6 separate regions of the Mus musculus genome follow, and regions 2, 3, 4, 5 and 6 are each linked to region 1. A link is a contact called in public HiCAR-type, HiChIP or PLAC-seq, Micro-C and promoter capture Hi-C data. All regions are on one chromosome and are shown on one strand. Each heading gives the region's core, a stretch centred on a gene start, on an enhancer-like site or on the middle of the called end of the contact. The rest is flanking DNA. Distances are from core to core; before and after follow the strand shown.

Region 1 (2,796 bases), core at 192-2,691:
CCCTTTTCCGGTCCATGTATGTGCAGAGCACTTATCCTAACGGCAATAGAGTTTTACCTTTAATACAAGGGATAATAGCTCTTTGCTGAATAGCTGAAGGCTTCTCAAAACCATATGCATAGATGCCTCGAAGAAGGGACTCCTTTAAATTCATATCATCAAAGTTATCAACAATTTCATTCCAGTTGCTCTGTAAGTTAATAATGAAACTATGAATAAGACATGAAAAAAAAATGTACCTTTCCAAACCTTTAACGTCCACACCCACTCCTTACCTCGATGACACCATCGGGGTCCATTCCCTCTGGGCCGCCATGTTCTCTGCTGACAACAACACTGCAGTTAGACATACTGCTTCCAAGCCACGCAGAGACCCTTAAAGGGCCCTTCCACCCCGTACCTCATTCCCCTCCGCGCCCCTGTGCTCTGCTGAAAACGCCTCAAAACCGGCCGCAATGCTGCGAAGCGCCATTCGCCCTCCCCAACAGCTTGGGACTTGGACCCCTAAGTATAGACGCCCCTTTACTCAGTGCCCTAGGACCAGGCCCTCCCGCTTGGGAAGCGAAGCTCTCGCGAGTGCTCCGCGCGCCGAGCTCCGCCCCTAACTCTGCGCAAGCCGGCGTGATTGACGCCGAAAGGCCCAGGCAGGTCCATGCCAACGGCTCCGTCGCTCCGTTTCACGGTCCAGGGTGATCGTCCCCTGGCCGTCCAATCTCCCATCTCGACAGAACCCTAAGAACGCCAGCTCGCGCCACTGGCCGCCAATAAACCTTCGGGTCCCGGTTACCCGCCCCTAAGCAGTCTGCGCCACGGCTCCGCTTGCCATATCCCGTACGGGGAGGGGCAGCAGCCAAGATGTCACAATGTGTCCTAAGAAAGGGCATCCTTAATACTCCGTTCTTGTATCCGTCCTGTCTCCCCAACATCTGGAGTCTTACCATCATGGAAGCTTCTCGAAGGGCACAAGGAGAAGTGTGTGCCCTAAGAAAAAGCCCGCATACCTGCAGTGTGGCCGCCAAGCAACCCACCTCAACGCGGGTCCTAGTGACCTTGACTACAGGCCACCGGCCGCCCCGGGAGCGCCGTACCTGTTGTAATCCGCGGAGCCACCAGACATGATCCGAAAACCCACTCAGCGCCCGACTGAAAAGACAGGCGGACGGCGCCGCCCGTTTTTTATAGGCTCGCGGCCGGAACCCGTTTCTCGCGGAGGAATTTCCTTATTCCCCTTTCGGAAGCCACAAAATTGTACTCCTGGAGTTTGTTACCGGAGGTGAAGCCCTACAGGAGTCGATGACAAAATCCACATTTCACTATTACTTGGTATTACAGCGTTCCCGGAGATCCACGAATCGGGAACGGGTCTGGGACTCTTTGCTTTCGGCGGAAGAATATTGCAGCAGCGCGACCGCGCGCCGCGCTCCTCGGCCGCCCTGCTCCTACGGGGTTTCCGCGGCCCTGCCGCAGAGGCCGGCGGAGCCCTGGGCGCTTAGGGCGGAAGCCGGTGGCGCTGTTCGCTGGCGGGCGGCGTCTCCAGGACGCAGCTCCGGGCTACCTGCGCGTCAGCGTGCCCTTGGTCCGAGCCACCGCGTTCCGTGCCGGAACAGAATAGGGTTACCCCGCCCGTTCTCACTGCTGTTTAATGTGACAGGAAAGGGCTACCTGGCATTTCGCCCAGCCATTTAATATCCATTCAGATCTGGAACGTGTGAAACCCCTGCCACGGAAAATGTCGGCCACCCAGCACATCCTAGGAAATCCAGTTTGCAGTTCTATTTTTGTAAGACGAGAAGCACAGTGTGTAGTATCATTAACAGATGTCCCTAGGGTGGTGATTCGATTTTCATCTCTTTCTGGTCGGTCGTCTTCAGCTCTGGCTTAAAAAATAATGCTAATAATTTCAACCTAACAGGTGCGAGAAATGACTGATAGAATCACTACCAACTTGTGCAAAGGACCTGTCATTCTTTGTAACACAGAAATGTAAATGGGTGCTTCTGGCAGACTCAGCCCTAGCACTTCAAGAGCTGATTGTCTCTTCTGGTAAAACAAAACAAAAACAAAAAACAAAAACGATTTTAATCATCTAATATTGCCTTACTGAAATTGAGACAATATAGTTCGTATTGCTCGTAATAAACTTGCATGGCTGCATAAGCCTAGACGTTTCCAGTCAGCCACAACTCGAGCCCCTTGCAAAAAAATATAAGATATTTAATCCTTGAATTTTAAAATATGAAAGTATCCTGAACACTCAAAAATTTTTCTCATTAATTCAGAAGACCAAAGACTGACTAACCAGAGAAGGAAAAGGCTCAGTTTGGTAATTTACGAAAAGTATTTGGCTCTAAAAAGATTAAATTAGATTAAATTGTATTTGTTTATTTATTGAGTGTGCACCTCAGCGCGTGGAAGTCAACGGACGACTCTTAGGAGTTGATTCGTCTCCTACTACTTGGATCCCACAAGTGGGTCCTGGGGATGGAACTTAGGTCAGCATGCCCTAAGGCCAGCATTGAATCATCTTGCCAGCCCTATGTGCTATCCTTACTCAAAAATAAAACCTGTACTTATTTGGAAGTTATTGTGTCAGAAACTGTTACAAAATGATGACAAAATAGAGACCGGGTGTGGTGACATGGACTTTTAACCCTAGCACTCAGGAAGTGGAGGCTCGTGGATCCCTGCAAGTCTTAGAGGGTTCAGGCCAGCAAGGGCTATATAATGAGACCTTGCCTCAAGGGACAAGTGAGTGAGTGACAAAATGGATTGGCCATCCTGTGTAGAGTCTCTTTC
Region 2 (2,796 bases), core at 108-2,607, 940 kb after region 1:
CCTGTAACTATGACTTACTGTGAATGGGCAAACATAGCCTTACAAAGATGACGGCCTAATTAGCAGCCTCCGTGTAAATAATCTGAAGGCGGCTTCCAGTCTGCCGTGAGTTGTGCAGCACTCACAAGTTGTTTTCACTGGCGAGCTTCTTCCACATTTTACTCAGGAAGCATCTATCCCTGGTTTATCTGTCAGTCTGGGCAACACTATCAAAGCCCTATTCCCAGTTCTAGAAGCAGTAAAGTCCAGAGAGGAAAATGTGTGGATAGTTGATGAAAGCTAGAATTGAGATGTCAGTAAATATCTAGATGAGAAAGAATCATCCATCACTTCCTTATCAAGACAAGTAATTAAGGACCGCTCCCCCTGTCCTGTCCACCCAGCTTTTAAGTTTCCCTGGGTAAAGAAATGGAAGCAGAGTGCAGTGTGTCACACATTACTCAGCTAGCCTTTTATGTCACCCTCACAAGGGGTGGTTGTTTTATTTTCTCTAGGGATAAAAGTTAGGCTCAGGGATGTTGGCACACTTTGGGGCATACTGCTGGATCTGAGTATAGAGGAGACAGACCCTATGGCCCATGGTGACTTCTCCACCCAGACATACCTCCCAACACGTAAGCCTTCTAAAAAACCAAGGAACACTTCCCGGATCACACAGAAGTCCAAAGCCATCTCACCTCAAAATCCCTCCGTTCTTTTCTGGAGCCCTTTATTTCTACGATTCCCACGGAGCCATGTGACTTAGATTGCCGCTTGGCAATCTGTCTGGCTCCTTCCCGGGAGAGGGACTAGGACCCTGCCTCTTCCGTCCTCCGCGTGGAAGGACAACTTTCTTCTCCAGTTCCTTCCCTCTCCAGTTCCTTCCAGAGTTCAGGGAACGCCTACCAAGCCTGGGACTGAAACCCGCCCCTCAGCCTGTGCATCGTCACCTCGGCCATCACCTGGCCTCGGGTCTGGCTCTCCTTTCTTGGTTGGGGAAACCGAGGCTCGGCGCCACGGTAACTTTACTAGAATACACGGTCTGGGGGAGGGGACCCGTGTGTTCCTCCGTCCTTTGACCACATGCGCCCCCTTCTTCCAAGAGCTTGGCTCGCAGCGAGTCTCTAGATCGGTGCGTGGCTCGGGACGCGCGAGGAAAGTTGTCAGCCCTAGCGTGCAGAGCTCTCCTCAAGGTGCACCTCACTCTGGCCCCGCGCCCACGTCGCGTCCACCTTGCACACACCCCGCCCACGTCCGCGCCCCTCACCTCCCGCGCGCCGCCTGGCTCCGCCGCTCCCGGCCCCGTTGGGGCCGCCGCCGCTTCCGCCCGCCGGGCGCGCAGCCTGGGAGCGCCGAGCCCTCGGAGCGCGCGGCGCGGGACGGGCAGGGCGCGCACTCTCGGCGGTGCACACGCCGCTCCAACTCTCAGGCGCGCGGGGTGCGTCCGCCCGCCGCCGCCGCCCCGGCACCGGGAGGCAGAGCAAGCGCTTTGTCCGCACGCCCGCTCGGGACTCTGCCCGGAGGAGGCAGCCGCGCCGAGTCCCCGCCTCCGCCTCTGCCCCCGGGCGGGCCGGGCCGGCCGCGGTGGGGGGAGCCAGGCTGAGGGCGAGGGTGGGGGCGGGGGCGGGCGCAGGAGGAGAGAGGAGGGCAGCGGAGGCGGCGGGAGCGCCGGGTGCCGGGCCGGGGGAGCCGCGGGCTCTCGGGAAGACGCGGATGATGAACAAGCTGTACATTGGGAACCTGAGCCCCGCCGTCACCGCCGACGACCTCCGGCAGCTCTTCGGGGACAGGAAGCTGCCCCTGGCGGGACAGGTCCTACTCAAGTCCGGCTACGCCTTCGTGGACTACCCCGACCAGAACTGGGCCATCCGCGCCATCGAGACCCTCTCGGGTGAGCACTCGGCGCAGCCCACGCCGCGCCTCGCCGGCTCGGGACGGCGGCAGCGGGGAGGCCGAGCCCCATGGGCCGCGCCCGCCGCGACTCCCGAGCCCTCACGCTCACTTTCACGCACCAGCCCCGCGACTCTCGCGGCGGGCTGGCTCCGGGATGGCCGGCTGCCCTGCCCCCACCGCGGGGGCTAACACAGACCCTTGGGCCTCAGAGTCGAGGCGACCCTGTGCCCCTCCGAGGGTCCCCAGGCTCGCTGGCTCCCTAGGAGCGCCCCTGGAGTGCCCAGCTGCTCTCCAGAGCTTCCCCCGCCCCCACCTTTGCAGAGTCCCCCGTTTTTCTTTTTCTAGACCCTTCTAGTACCCCCTTTGCCAGGGACCCCCCCAAATCCAGCATCTCTCCTCCTAGCCAGACCTTCCTTCTTCCCATGCCTCGTGCCAAAGACCTCTCGCCCTCTGTCGTCTCCCAAGCCGCACTCTCCTTTTGAGACCCCCTCTTGTCTTCTGGCCCCCCACTTTCGGCATCTCCTCGACTTCACCTACTGAACCCTTCGAGGTCTTGGGGTTTTTCCCCACCTGGCCCTTGTCGGACCGCACATCTCCCTCGGTCCTTTCCCGAAGCTCAGTTCCCTCTCTCTGGTCTCGGAAGCGCTCCTATTTTTCCCTGAATTTTTTGTCCGATTTTATTGAGAAGAACTCGGGGCTGGGGGCTTTCCGCCTCCCGTCTCCCCGCCTCCTGCTCGGCCAGGAGCACCTTTTTACGAGGTACCCTGTCTCAACTCGGTGGGGGCCCGGGCTGAGAACCGGGAAAGAGGCGACCGGGGGGCCCGCGAGCGCGCTGGAGCCCGGACGGGAGTCGGAGCGCGACACTCGCCCGCGCGCGCGCTCCCAGCTCGCATCCCGCACACGCACGCGGCGGGCCACGCTCCC
Region 3 (2,796 bases), core at 201-2,700, 820 kb before region 1:
TCCCCAGTGAGTCACCCAGTCCAGGGTTTCTTTTGAGAGCAGTTTTCCATTTCTAGGCCTGAGTTGTCCTGATTCACTATGAAAAGATTTGAATTGGCTGTGGTGCTCCAAGCCTTTAATCTCAGCGCTCAGGAGGCAAAGGCAGGCTGATCTCTGTGATTTCCATGCCAGCCAAGGCTACATAGTGAAACCCTTCCAAAAAAGTAAATAAATAAAAAATAAGAAAAAGAAAAAGGGAAGGAGGGCTGGGGTTTGGGAATTTAAATCGAGGCCAATAAGGAAACCGGAAATCAGTAGTTCTTGATGGCCTTACAGCACAGACTTGTACTTCTATAGGTTAACACAAAGCTAGTGGAAGAGCACTTCTCTGAGTTGAAGGATGTTCAGTGGCCATCCTCCTAACCCTATCCCACACAGAGACCATATGGAGGCGCATGACAAATCTGGAACCCAGCACTGATAACTTCCGGCACCTAGCTACCCTTTTTAGTTCTGCCTACTTTCGCTGTCTCCACAGCCCTAGAAGCCAGAGCTTCAGGTTAAAGAAGTGACAGGTGATGGACTACAGACATCGCAGAAACCTCGCAATATCCGGGGCAGAACCAGGTATCCACAGCCTCTGGTCTGTAAAAAAATAGAACTTGGGCGTCAGGAAGCCTCGGCTCTCTGTTGTCTGCTCTGCATCAGCTGAGGTAGCTCAGCCTGCAGCTCGGAAGATACTAGATCCCGTAGCAGCAGCCTCCGCGAGCCCTGGGAGCAGGGAGTGACTGTGGCAACCCTGGAGTGTGAACTGTTATCACTGAGCTTTTCACAGTGTATTAAATTACTTCTGTCTCACCAACCGGATTGAGAATTCTCCAGCGAAGGGAGAGCGACGTGTCACTTGTCGCGTCTCCCTTCATCACGATGTTAGGAGCATAATACGCTCGAGATAATTAAAGGGGTAGACATCATTTAGGAAGGCCTGGATCTGAATTGTGGATGATCACTTGGGGGTTACAGAAGCCTGCTTTCTGGTCTGTCTTGGCTAGTACACAGATCAAGTAGCTTGTGGCTAGCACATGGCAAACAATGGCCACAATGCATCAGGAGTGTGGGAGCATCAGGTCCCATATCTCCATTCTGCTTCTGCTGACGTCCCTAGGGTATTATGGTTGCCATGGCACATGGCTGGAGAAAGCAGGGAAGAGCAGTGGGGTGAAAAAGGGCCACCACATAGCCCTTGTCCTCTGGGGAACCTCCGTCAGCCCATGGGTTGGATCTCACCTCTCTCTGCTTTCTCAACCTAGTCAGCATTACAATTCAGTTTGCCTCTGCAATCTGGCTCAGGACCCTGGAACTCTCCCTGGAGGCTTGCCTCCTCCCTATCCCTGGCTCCTGGTACCTGCCTGGCTGTCATAGTAACAGGTTCCAGGGTGACAAAAGAGGAAGCTGGCTCTTGTGGGTAAGGCTTTTTGGACCACAGAGACTGCCTGGGCTGCATCTATCTAAGCTTTCTGTTCTTCCTTGGGCTGAGTTCACCCTTCTATCCCAGCCAACAGGACCATGTCCACCAGCCTGACCACTTGTGAGTGGAAGAAGGTCTTCTACGAGAAGATGGAGGTGGCCAAGCCAGCGGACAGCTGGGAGCTCATCATAGACCCCACCCTCAAGCCCAATGAGCTGGGCCCTGGCTGGAAGCAGTACCTGGAGCAACATGCCTCAGGCAGGTGAGAGGCTGGTGGGAGGAGGTGCAGGAAGCCCTCCCTCCCCCAGAAGGATGGGGGCTGTCACAGACTTTGCAAGTCTGGGCCTCTGGTAGGTCTCACCAGGTCAGCTCAGGTGACAAGCAGGCAATGAACCACCAGAAGGACCATCTAGGCTATGTTTCTAACCACAGTTGTTCAGGTTCCTTGGTTCCTTGGAACAAATTGTGCCCTGCATTTGAGTCTCAGTTTTCCATAGAAAATCAAGACTGGCAAGGCTTCAAAGCCCTGCAAATTCAGATGCCTAGTATAGATAGAATGGAGAGGAGGTACAATGGGGATCTCCAGAATTCTCAACCTAGAAGTTGGGGTATATGTGTTTGGCGGCTGTGGTGTCCATCTGCTCAATCAAATGCAACTAGACATGAAGACAGAACAAGTTACTGATCACATAGTATATTTGAGAGCCTGGTTCCATAGCTCTGTGAACTTGGCCTTGTCCCCTTCTTTCTCTGGTTCCCAGTTTTCATATTTACAAGGCAAGGGAGCTCATCTTAGCTCATCTTAAAACACTACTCCAATCCCGTCCAACACTACTGTCAGTGGATGACAAGTTGCTGACCTCAGGCAGCACTTGCCCTAGATCCTCCTAAGTGCTCCTCACTCTTCTGCCATGCAGAGTGTCCTGGGGGCTCTTCTAAAATCGTTTCCCTTTTACAAACAGATGATGGGGGTGGGGGATGGGAGCCACAGTTTCTTGGTCAGACAGCCTCCAGCTCACCTGCAGTGGTGCAGCGCCCCCCCCCCCCCCAGGCGAGCTGGTGGCTGTGTTGTGGAGGTGTGAAAAAATTATGGCTGGGTTGTCCATATTGTAAGAATGTGAAGCCTCTTGAGTAGACAACAGCATGTGGGTGGGAGCAGAAAAAGGCAGGCTGACCATAGGCCTTGCCAACAAATAAATAGAGCATGTGTTAGCATAGGACAGGGCATAGTTGGTTGGTTTGTGTTGTCTCCTGTTATCAATGCTGGGCAGTGGAAATCTCTCTAAGTAGCTGCATGATCTCTATTTTCTATGCTTCAGTCTCACCTCCCCCCCCCCAAGCCCCCCTCC
Region 4 (2,796 bases), core at 193-2,692, 790 kb after region 1:
TGAAAATAAGCTCACACCCCTAACTGAGAAGTTATTAAGGATAGACGGCTTCTGGGGAGGGAGTTGGTTTTCCTTGAATTCCGTGGAAGGCACCACATCCAGGAGTGAGTACATGAGCAACACAGCTTGAAGTCAACAGATCACTAAAAGTAAAATGGATCGGAAGTTAGGGGGCAGGAGTAGAGTATGAATATAATCAAATAATTGTATGAAAGTTTCAAAGAATTAAAATTTGTTTACAGTGAGAAAACAGGCTGGGTGTGGTGGCTTGAGAATTTGGTCACAGCACAGGAGGAAGCAGGTTAGTTACAAGTTCAAGGCCACCTGAGTCCACAGAGCAGATTTTAGGTCAGCTATGGCTACATAGTGAGACACTATCTCAAAGGGACAGGAAGAGGAGGAGGAGGAGCAGGAGAAGGAAGAGAAGCCAAAACAACCAGAAAACAGAACAAGGTGCCCTGTGAGAGATTCGGCCTTGAGTTGACCCTTGTTGAATTTTAGGAGCTGCTATCGAGGAAAGTGGGGAATGCTGGGTACGTGGAGGAAGTGCTATTAGCCAGGACAGGAAGTCAGGAACTACCAATTTCTCCAACCGGAAGGTGGTGAGCCTGCTAGTCAGAGAACCATAGAGCTGAGACGATGGGCTAAGGGTTTCACAGAACAGTCTTTTCCCTTGTGTTTTGTTGTTTGTTTGGGTGGGTGGTGGGTTTTTGTTGTTTTTTTCTTAAGCAGACTACACATAACTTGCAGCCCTCCTGCCTCCTGCCTCAACCTCCCCAACTGTAACTAAAGCCACATGTCCTTGAGCCCAACAAACATCCCCTTTACCACACATTTGTTCAAGTGTCAGTCCCGTTTGATGGAAGGGTAAAGGGATGGTATGTATATGAGATGTCCTGAGCAGCTGGGCTTCCAGAGCTGTTGATCACAGCCAGGGAAGGCAAGCTGAACTCCAACTTCAAACAAAGAAATCTCTCCTCCCCTCCCCCCAGCATAGCTGATGCTGGCCTCAAAATCATTGTATAGCCAAGGATAACCTTGGGCAATCATGCACTCTAACATGGGCATGCACTCTAGCATGGGCAATCATGCACTCTAACAACTGAGCTGCATTCCCAGCTCCCAAATGTCTATTTCTTGCCAAAAGAAGGCCCAGAAAGACTACACTGTCTACCCTGTCCCCCATCAGCCCCTGGATAAGATCCAAGCACACTGGAGTCCAGGCTAGCCAAAAGCATGAGAGCCACTTTTGGAGAGAGACAGCAGAAAAGCTCCGATTTTCCTGTTAAATCCCCCCATTGGCCTCAGAAATGTTAAAAATAAACTTTCACCTGCATCTGATTTCCTTTTGTTATCTCGGCCATTGTTGAACAAAGAGGTAACTGGGGCCTCTCTGGGCAGCTCATAGAGGTCACCTCTGAGCCCAGATGGGAGGGACACAGAGGATCAGCAGGAGTGTCATTAGAAATCAAAAACTCTTTAGAACTTCCAGGTTCCTGAGCTTGAACCCAGGCCCTGCAGCTTGAGCCAGCTCTGCCAGCCCTATCCGGCTCTCAGGTTTCCTCCTATGCCGTTTGCTATAGAATGGGATCCTTGGATTCTTTCCTCTGTTAGGTTTGCAACTTAGACCCCCAATCTACAGAGGGGTGATTTAAATAGGAAGAGAAAGCACAGCGTAGGCACTGAGGAACTAGTCCCTCACACTGGAAGCAGTAGATTGCCATGGACAGGATTTGGGCTAGAGAGTTGAACAGTCAGGCTCACTCAGGATAGTTACTTTCAACCTTGTGACATTATGCAAATTACTTGACCTTTCTGATCCCTTTTTCCTCTTTGTAAAACAGGCACAACGTGAATTGCCCTTAGTTGTATGGAAATTCATTTCTGGTTCAAATAAAGTTCAAAGTAGGTATTTCTAATCTGTGGGATTTTTTTATATTTTAATGTTTACCATTTTCAATTGTGTGCGTGTGCACAAACACCTTAGTGCAAGTGCCTCCCGAGGAGGTCCAAAGCATCCGAAGTTCTGGGCTCTGGAGTCACGGGTAGACTAAGCTGCTCAGTGCAGGTGCTGGGAATTAACTGGGTTCCTTGGGAAGAACAGCACACATTCTTAACTAATAGACCGTCATGTTAGCCCCTTAAAGAGATATGCTTGTTTATTTATTTAATTTATTTATCTCTTGAGTTGGGGCTGTTCTTCGACATGAAGTTTCTGTAGCTGGGGCCACCATTCCCTAAATGTAGTTTTCTGTGAGCATCAGTACATGGTGAGGATGAAGTAGCATTGCAACAGAGCTAAGAGCTGTGCACAAGCCTAGAAGCATCCTGCATCACTTCTGGGGTTTTTTTTTGTTTGTTTGTTTGTTTTGGTTCAGTTTTGGCTTTTTGAGACAGGGTTTCTCTATGTAGCCCTGAGTGTCCTGGAACTCACTCTGTAGACCAGGCTGGCCTCGAACTCAGAGCCCCCGCCTGCCTCTGCCTCCCAAGTGCTGGGATTAAAGATGTGCACTGCCCTCGCCCGGCTCCTGCATCACTTCTGATCGTAACTGGAGCATCTGTAAGTCGGCTACACAGCTGCAGTTCACTGCAGAATGTACTAGGAAATGAGGCCCAGCTGCGTGCCAGGAAGAGCAGGCATCGTCTCCCCAGTCTTTGCCACACACATTAATGAAGAAAAAGAAGAGGCTGACCTAACTGCAGACAACAGATGTGTAGCTGTTGGGTGACTCCTTCCATCCCATCAGGGCCAAGCGCTTGACCCTTGTAATGACACAGACAGGAGCTACAGCTGCG
Region 5 (2,796 bases), core at 101-2,600, 700 kb after region 1:
AACTACTTGGTTAAATCTATTAAAAAGAAGCGTGTCTTTTGTTTTTTTAATCTTAGCAATTCTGATGGGTGAGGTAGAATCTTACAGTAATGTAGTTTGCCTTTGTAGCTAAGGAGAGGACGCTTTGAAGCGCTCTTGGCTGCATGTAGTTCTTCTAGTCCACATTTAATGGGATCATTTGTTTTCTTGGTGTTTCGTTTAGTTTTTGCTCTTAGTATATTGTATATACTAATCCTCTGGCAGGTACCACCTAACAGGTGGCCTTTTCAGTCAACAATAGCTTCCTGCAGGGCAGAAACTTGAATTTCCTGGAGTCCCACTTTCATTGATGGCCTGATTTCCTGGATCATTCAGAGTCCTATTCAGAAAATCCTTACCTAAGCCTGAATCCAGACCTGTACTCCCTACTTTTTCTTCTAGAGTTTGGGGTCTGACATTGAGATCTCGGATCCATTTGATTTGGGTACAGGGTGAGAGGGAAGGGAAACGTTCTATATGGAGCTGTCTGGTTTGACCAGCGCTGTTTATTTCTTAAAGATGTTGTCTTTTCTTCTCTGTGTGTGTGTGTTTTGTTTTTGTTTTTTCTTTCGAGACAGGGTTTCTCGGTATAGCCCTGGCTGTCCTGGAACTAACTTTGTAGACCAGGCTGGCCTCACACTCAGAGATCCGCCTGCCTCTGCCTCCTGAGTGCTGGGATCAAAGGAGTGAGCCACCACGCCTGACTTTTTTTTTTTTTTTTTTTTTAATATTTGTCAAATTTCAGGTATTATAGGAACAGGGACTTAATCTAGGGTCCTCCATTCTATTCCATTGATAAATGTGTCTGTTTTTATTCTGTTAACATGCTGGTTTTTAGTTCTTACAGCTATGTCTAACTTGAAAGCAAACATTTTACGTTTACTAGTGCATATGTTAGTATTTCTTCACTCATTTTCCTGTTTGTCTTAGTCATTGTTCTATATGTGAAGAGATACCATAACCAAGGAAACTCTTACGAAGCAAAGCATTTAATTGGAGCTTGCTTTTCGTTTCAGAGGTCCATTGTCCTTGTGGCAGGGAGCGTGGTGGCAAGCACGCAGTGCTGGAGAAGTAGCTGAGAGCTACATCCTGACCCATAGGCCTGGAGAGCCTGGGTTTAGCCTGGGCTTGTGAAACCTCAGAGCCCACCTCCCCAATGACATACTTCCTCCAACAAGGCTTTTGCTTTTCTTTGTTTGCTTGTTTGTCTGTTTTTGTTTTTCCAGACAGGGTTTCTCTGTCCTAGAACTCACTCTGTAGACCAGGCTGGCCTTATAGAGGCCACCTGTTTCTGGCTCCCCAGTGCTGGGATTAAAGGCATCCACCACCCAGACCCAGCTGAGGCCACACCTCTTAATCCTTTTAATCTTCCAAACAGAGCCATTGCCACTCCCTGGTGACTAAGCATTCAAATCTGGGATTCTGTGAGGGCCATTCTTATTCAAACTGCCACACTAAAATGCTGACCTTCAGTTACTCTTTAAAGGCTTAGATATACTCACCTTCAATGCTAGCACTTAAAAGGAGGATCTGCTGTCATCCTGAGCCTCACTCAAGTAAAAATAAAAGGCAGGTCAGTGGCTGCCGCATCTTCATTTTTGCTGGATTCTGCTTCCGGCATTTTCTGGTTATTACAGATTCTGGTTTCCCTCCACTTTGCTTCTGCCCTCGTATATCTTGATGGTTTCTACTCTTAGTAAGGTAATTTATAAACGGCTTCTCCCACCCCTGAAATTGTACATATGTTCTCATATACATTTGCTTCATAATGTGAAGTCTTTCATCCATAACATTTATGTTAGAATGCAGTGTAAAATGGAACCTAGCCTTCCCTACACATTTGAAATGATTTAACAGGTAATAAAAGGATTAAGGGTTCTTGATTAATTCAGTTTCTTTGATCTACCAATCAACTTTTCATTTCTTATAATTACGGTCATTTTATGATAATGTATCAATACCAAGTAAGTCCTTGGTTCTTCTCAAAAGTAGTTTGTGGGCCAGTGAGATGGAAGTGAATCCACAGCGTTATTCTCAGACTGTCACACGTGAGCCATGGCGCACACACATTGATAATAAACATGGCGCACACACATTGATAGTAAACAACATTTTACATTAGTGAGAACTTTTTTCATTTAGAAATTAATTTATCTTTTAAAAACCAGATGTGGTGGCTAATCCCAAATGTTGAATCATAGTGAGTGTTCATATGGTATTAAACAATATGCTTTTTTTCCTTCCAGATTTCAGCGACAGCTGTCTGAGCCCAGCCATCCCTTCCCTCCTCAGTCAGGAGTTCCTGGAGATAGTCGCCCCAGCTACCACCGGCAGATGTCAGAGCCCATTGTCCCCGCAGCTCCGCCACCCCTTCAGGGATTCAAGCAGGAATACCATGACCCACTGTATGAACATGGGGTCCCTGGGATGCCTGGTCCTCCAGCACATGGGTTCCAGTCACCCATGGGGATCAAGCAGGAGCCCCGAGATTACTGTGCTGACTCAGGTTAGCGCAAACTCACTGCATCGGCGTCTATGTTCTCACCTGGCTGTCTGATGAGCATTGGGCTGCTCTCTTCGAGGGTCTAAGAATTGCCTTTCGGGACTGAAGATTGTAGCAACGCAATATCCTGGGGTTCATGCCCAGCACTTCTAAAACCAAATCAACAACCCTCAAAGAGCTTAATGAATTAGTTCATTGTATTCAGAAGTGTGTAAAATACACCTAAGGCGAATTTGAAGCCTGCTGAGCCCACATTTGGGTGGTGCCCTACCCTT
Region 6 (2,796 bases), core at 197-2,696, 560 kb after region 1:
TTGTAGTCCAGGCTAGCCTTGAACTCTAAATCCTCCTGCCTCACTCTATCCACATGCTGAGACTACAGGGATACCCCAGCATCCCCAGAGATTTCTGATTGGCTGCTGCAGTCACTTCTGGGCAAATCTAAATCAGCTCCTTGTTTCTGGGCTGTCCTGTCTCCAACCAATTAGTTAGTTAATTTCGAGTGTTCAGCATCTGCCTCCACAGTGCTCGATTGGGACTGTGTGATAAGGGGGCAGTACACACTCTTCTGCTGGGCTCGTTAGGAGGTGCAGGAGGCTAAGAGTGAAGAACCGAGTTCAGCTTGGATCCTATTCTGGCCTATAGGTCCTGGAGCCCCACCATGTCAACACCAGTCACAACCATGAGCACTCACAGATAGCTGTAATGGGAGTGTGGGATGCAGATAGGACTCTGGGCTGGACTCTGGTTCCAACCTGAGAAATGGGACACCCAGAAACACAGTGTCATGGAGCGTCGTGGTGAGTTCTGTGGTACAGATAGCCAGCCATGCAGCCAAAGTGGGGGGTGGGGCAACAGATTGGATAGGAAAGGATCAAGATTGTCGCTAGCTTCAGAGGCAGTCCTGTGGATAGAATGATTAATAGGCAGAAGTTAGACGTTTAATACACTTTTGTTGTCTGCTAAACGCACTATCCAGTACTATTGTTAATTGTTTTGGGTGAAACAGACAACAAAGAGTTAATACCAGCGACAGCTTTGGGTTTGATAATGTGCTGTTATATAAGATGTTATCATCGCTGGACGCTGGGTGAGTGGGACATGAGAAAAAGTACTATTTTTGCAACTTCTCATGAAATAGTCCTCACTTTATGTCACCACCCATCACCACACCACACCACACCACACCACACCACACCACACCACACCACACCTCACCACACCTCACCCACTCCTCACTGGCTTCTGGCTTCACCTGAGGAGAGCCCCTCACTCTTCTCTTTAGAGCCTGCTCTTGCCTGTGTTTACAAAGGCTGAACTGTGGCCACTCACTGGGCTTGAGATACTGTGATGAGTGCCAGGCTCTGAGGCAACCAAGTGAGGCTCTCAAAGGACGGAGTGGTGGCACTAGCTTACGCCTGGACGCGGTGCTGTGCCCCTATGATTTGGAGTCTCTGGAATCTGGGCCTTCCAGGGGCATATATGTGTGTCTTCCCACCATACCTCATGGCCACAATCACTAACCAGGCTTTTCTTGCCTTCTTTTCTTCCGTTTCCAGGATGCTTCAATTGCACACAGATTCCATATGATGAGAGAGAAACACCCTGAAAAATTCAACAGCAGGTAAGCGAGCTCGCTGGCTGCCGTGGTGGCACCCCGCCTGCCCGGCACTGCAGCCAGTGCGGGCCTCCCACCTGCTACCACGGAAATGTCCTTGGCCTGGGTCGACCGCCAGGGGACTTCGCTTTCCTGCCACGTTGCCGGAAGGAGGGTTTCCATTTCTAAGAAGGAAAAAAAAAAAAAAATGTCAGAAACCTGCCACAGCCTAGCTGCCGGTCCCCTCCCGCAGGAACTGAACAGAGGGAGGGGTCTGGGACGGCATGAGTGGCAGGGAGCCTGCCTTTGGCCTCCTGGAACCCCTCCAGGAACTTAGAGGTTTCCTCTCAAAAGCCAGCGTCTCGCAGGGGATTGGGGGAGCGAAAGGCTCTGCTAGGGTCTTAGACCCGAGAAGGTGCCAGGCACTCTCCTGGACAGCAGAGGGCAGCAGTGAGGTCCCTACAATGCTGTGACCATCGAGGGCATCACAGCGGCTTCCTATTGGCTCCTGCATGCCTGGAGATTGGGTTCAAACTGGAAAGAAAAGAGAAAACCAAATCCATTGCAAGAGAACCCAAATCTGTCTTGCAAAGCGAATGAAATTTACCAGAACCGCGAGGTAACTGGCAAACAATTACCATGGAGTTGTCCATTTTCCTTTTCTTGCTCATTTCTCTCTCTTCTATGACGCTATCGTCTTTGTTGTACTGATTTGAAGATCATGCCTGGATTCCACGCCTAGCCCCAGGCAGGTGGGCAGCAGTGGGATAATGACTTGGGCTTGATCTTTGAACCTCACGGGTTGCTATTGCGTGAGGCCGCAGAATTCTCCTCAAAGCAGAAGTTCGGGTGTTATTTGAGGACATTTCCCTACCAGCTCAGCCCCTGACTCCACAGCCTGGGAGCTATACCAGGAAGAGGCTGAGAACAGTGAGGTAATGTCAAACCCGGATCTAACAGCATCTGAACTGTATTAGGGTGACATTCGGTCTCACTCAGACCCTGGACCCACAGCATACTACAAACATGTCTTGCCAGCCCTTGTTGTCTATAGTCACCAATGGGCAATGACAACCCTTCCTCCACCTCATCACCCCCGGGCATGCATGCAACCACTATTTTTAAACCACTATCATATTTTATTAAAGTATTTACATGGAAGAGTCCTATTTACACTGGGAAAGTAGGCAAGCTTTAAGATGTTTAAAAGTCAAATACAAATTTGTTAATGACAAGAAAAGATGACAGGCATAAAACCCAAGTTCAGTTGTGCCCAAAGCTTTGAGATCATTGGTATTGTGACTATTGAGAGTCTGCACCCTTAGCAGGCATGTGGTGTAGGCTCAGAGATAAGTAGGTGCCAGAAGGAACCTTTCTCAAGAGACCAGATCTCCTGACAATAGGTAGTTTACGTGCTGGTTTCGAAGCTTCTTGTTTCGCCTCTTCAAGTCTTTTTCTGAGGTGACCTTGAGCTCCATTGATGGGCCAGGCAGCATGGAGTGGTGGCCTTTTG

Evidence for each region. Promoter capture Hi-C pulls out the DNA fragments that hold promoters and counts their contacts. Hi-C and Micro-C count contacts between places; a contact is called where the count stands out from the background. HiCAR-type assays count read pairs that join an accessible place to other places. HiChIP or PLAC-seq counts read pairs in DNA pulled down with a chosen protein or histone mark.
Region 2: an H3K27ac HiChIP or PLAC-seq map of stem cell-derived neural progenitor cells shows a contact between it and region 1, with 3 times the contacts expected there. The contact joins the promoter of Igf2bp2 here to the promoter of Eif4a2 in region 1. A contact is called at or near these places in 1 of 39 promoter capture datasets (cranial neural crest) and 1 of 115 datasets of contacts at active chromatin or transcription factors (stem cell-derived neural progenitor cells).
Region 3: a contact with region 1 is called in a HiCAR-type map of embryonic stem cells, with 5 times the contacts expected there. The contact joins the promoter of Rtp2 here to the promoter of Eif4a2 in region 1. A contact is called at or near these places in 5 of 39 promoter capture datasets (the 3T3-L1 cell line, 3T3-L1-derived adipocytes, the SN4741 cell line and 1 more), 1 of 484 Hi-C or Micro-C datasets (embryonic stem cells) and 5 of 115 datasets of contacts at active chromatin or transcription factors (all in embryonic stem cells).
Region 4: a contact with region 1 is called in an H3K4me3 HiChIP or PLAC-seq map of embryonic stem cells, with 3 times the contacts expected there. The contact joins the enhancer-like site here to the promoter of Eif4a2 in region 1. A contact is called at or near these places in 2 of 39 promoter capture datasets (cranial neural crest and hippocampal neurons) and 5 of 115 datasets of contacts at active chromatin or transcription factors (differentiating embryonic stem cells, embryonic stem cells, extraembryonic endoderm stem cells and 1 more).
Region 5: a Micro-C map of embryonic stem cells shows a contact between it and region 1, with 4 times the contacts expected there. The contact joins the enhancer-like site here to the promoter of Eif4a2 in region 1. A contact is called at or near these places in 5 of 39 promoter capture datasets (the C10 cell line, cranial neural crest, embryonic stem cells and 2 more), 12 of 484 Hi-C or Micro-C datasets (all in embryonic stem cells) and 13 of 115 datasets of contacts at active chromatin or transcription factors (embryonic stem cells, pancreatic cancer cells and stem cell-derived neural progenitor cells).
Region 6: a promoter capture Hi-C map of pre-B cells shows a contact between it and region 1, with 3 times the contacts expected there. The contact joins the enhancer-like site here to the promoter of Eif4a2 in region 1. A contact is called at or near these places in 4 of 39 promoter capture datasets (the C10 cell line, cranial neural crest and pre-B cells), 1 of 484 Hi-C or Micro-C datasets (pre-B cells) and 2 of 115 datasets of contacts at active chromatin or transcription factors (embryonic stem cells and memory CD8 T cells).

The regions. Positions count from the first base shown.
Region 1 is chr16:23,106,113-23,108,908 of GRCm38.p6, reverse strand. It overlaps Eif4a2 (eukaryotic translation initiation factor 4A2), which reads right to left and starts at 1,441. Exons shown (of 11, transcript NM_013506.3): 1 at 1,089-1,441; 2 at 276-321; 3 at 58-190. The coding sequence starts at 1,117.
Region 2 is chr16:22,161,860-22,164,655 of GRCm38.p6, reverse strand. Igf2bp2 (insulin-like growth factor 2 mRNA binding protein 2) reads left to right here and starts at 1,357. Exons shown (of 16, transcript NM_183029.2): 1 at 1,357-1,870. The coding sequence starts at 1,693.
Region 3 is chr16:23,929,448-23,932,243 of GRCm38.p6, reverse strand. It overlaps Rtp2 (receptor transporter protein 2), which reads left to right and starts at 1,450. Exons shown (of 2, transcript NM_001008230.3): 1 at 1,450-1,709. The coding sequence starts at 1,546.
Region 4 is chr16:22,311,532-22,314,327 of GRCm38.p6, reverse strand. No RefSeq gene overlaps it. Among named protein-coding and RNA genes, the nearest start is that of Tra2b, 47 kb to the right of the region's middle. Within about 2 kb of position 1,442, at least 8 of the 459 cell types and tissues checked have an H3K27ac peak or open chromatin away from gene starts, as enhancers often do. A contact at or near this core is called in embryonic stem cells, where this site is marked.
Region 5 is chr16:22,401,400-22,404,195 of GRCm38.p6, reverse strand. Etv5 (ets variant 5) reads left to right here. Exons shown (of 13, transcript NM_023794.2): 8 at 2,265-2,524. Among named protein-coding and RNA genes, the nearest start is that of Etv5, 37 kb to the left of the region's middle. Within about 2 kb of position 1,350, at least 17 of the 459 cell types and tissues checked have an H3K27ac peak or open chromatin away from gene starts, as enhancers often do. A contact at or near this core is called in embryonic stem cells, where this site is marked.
Region 6 is chr16:22,547,166-22,549,961 of GRCm38.p6, reverse strand. Dgkg (diacylglycerol kinase, gamma) reads left to right here. Exons shown (of 25, transcript NM_138650.2): 20 at 1,246-1,310. It overlaps Gm15651 (a long non-coding RNA gene), which reads right to left. Exons shown (of 3, transcript XR_384735.4): 1 at 1,382-2,796; 2 at 45-1,291. Among named protein-coding and RNA genes, the nearest start is that of Gm15651, 8.5 kb to the right of the region's middle. Within about 2 kb of position 1,446, at least 168 of the 459 cell types and tissues checked have an H3K27ac peak or open chromatin away from gene starts, as enhancers often do. A contact at or near this core is called in embryonic stem cells, memory CD8 T cells and pre-B cells, where this site is marked.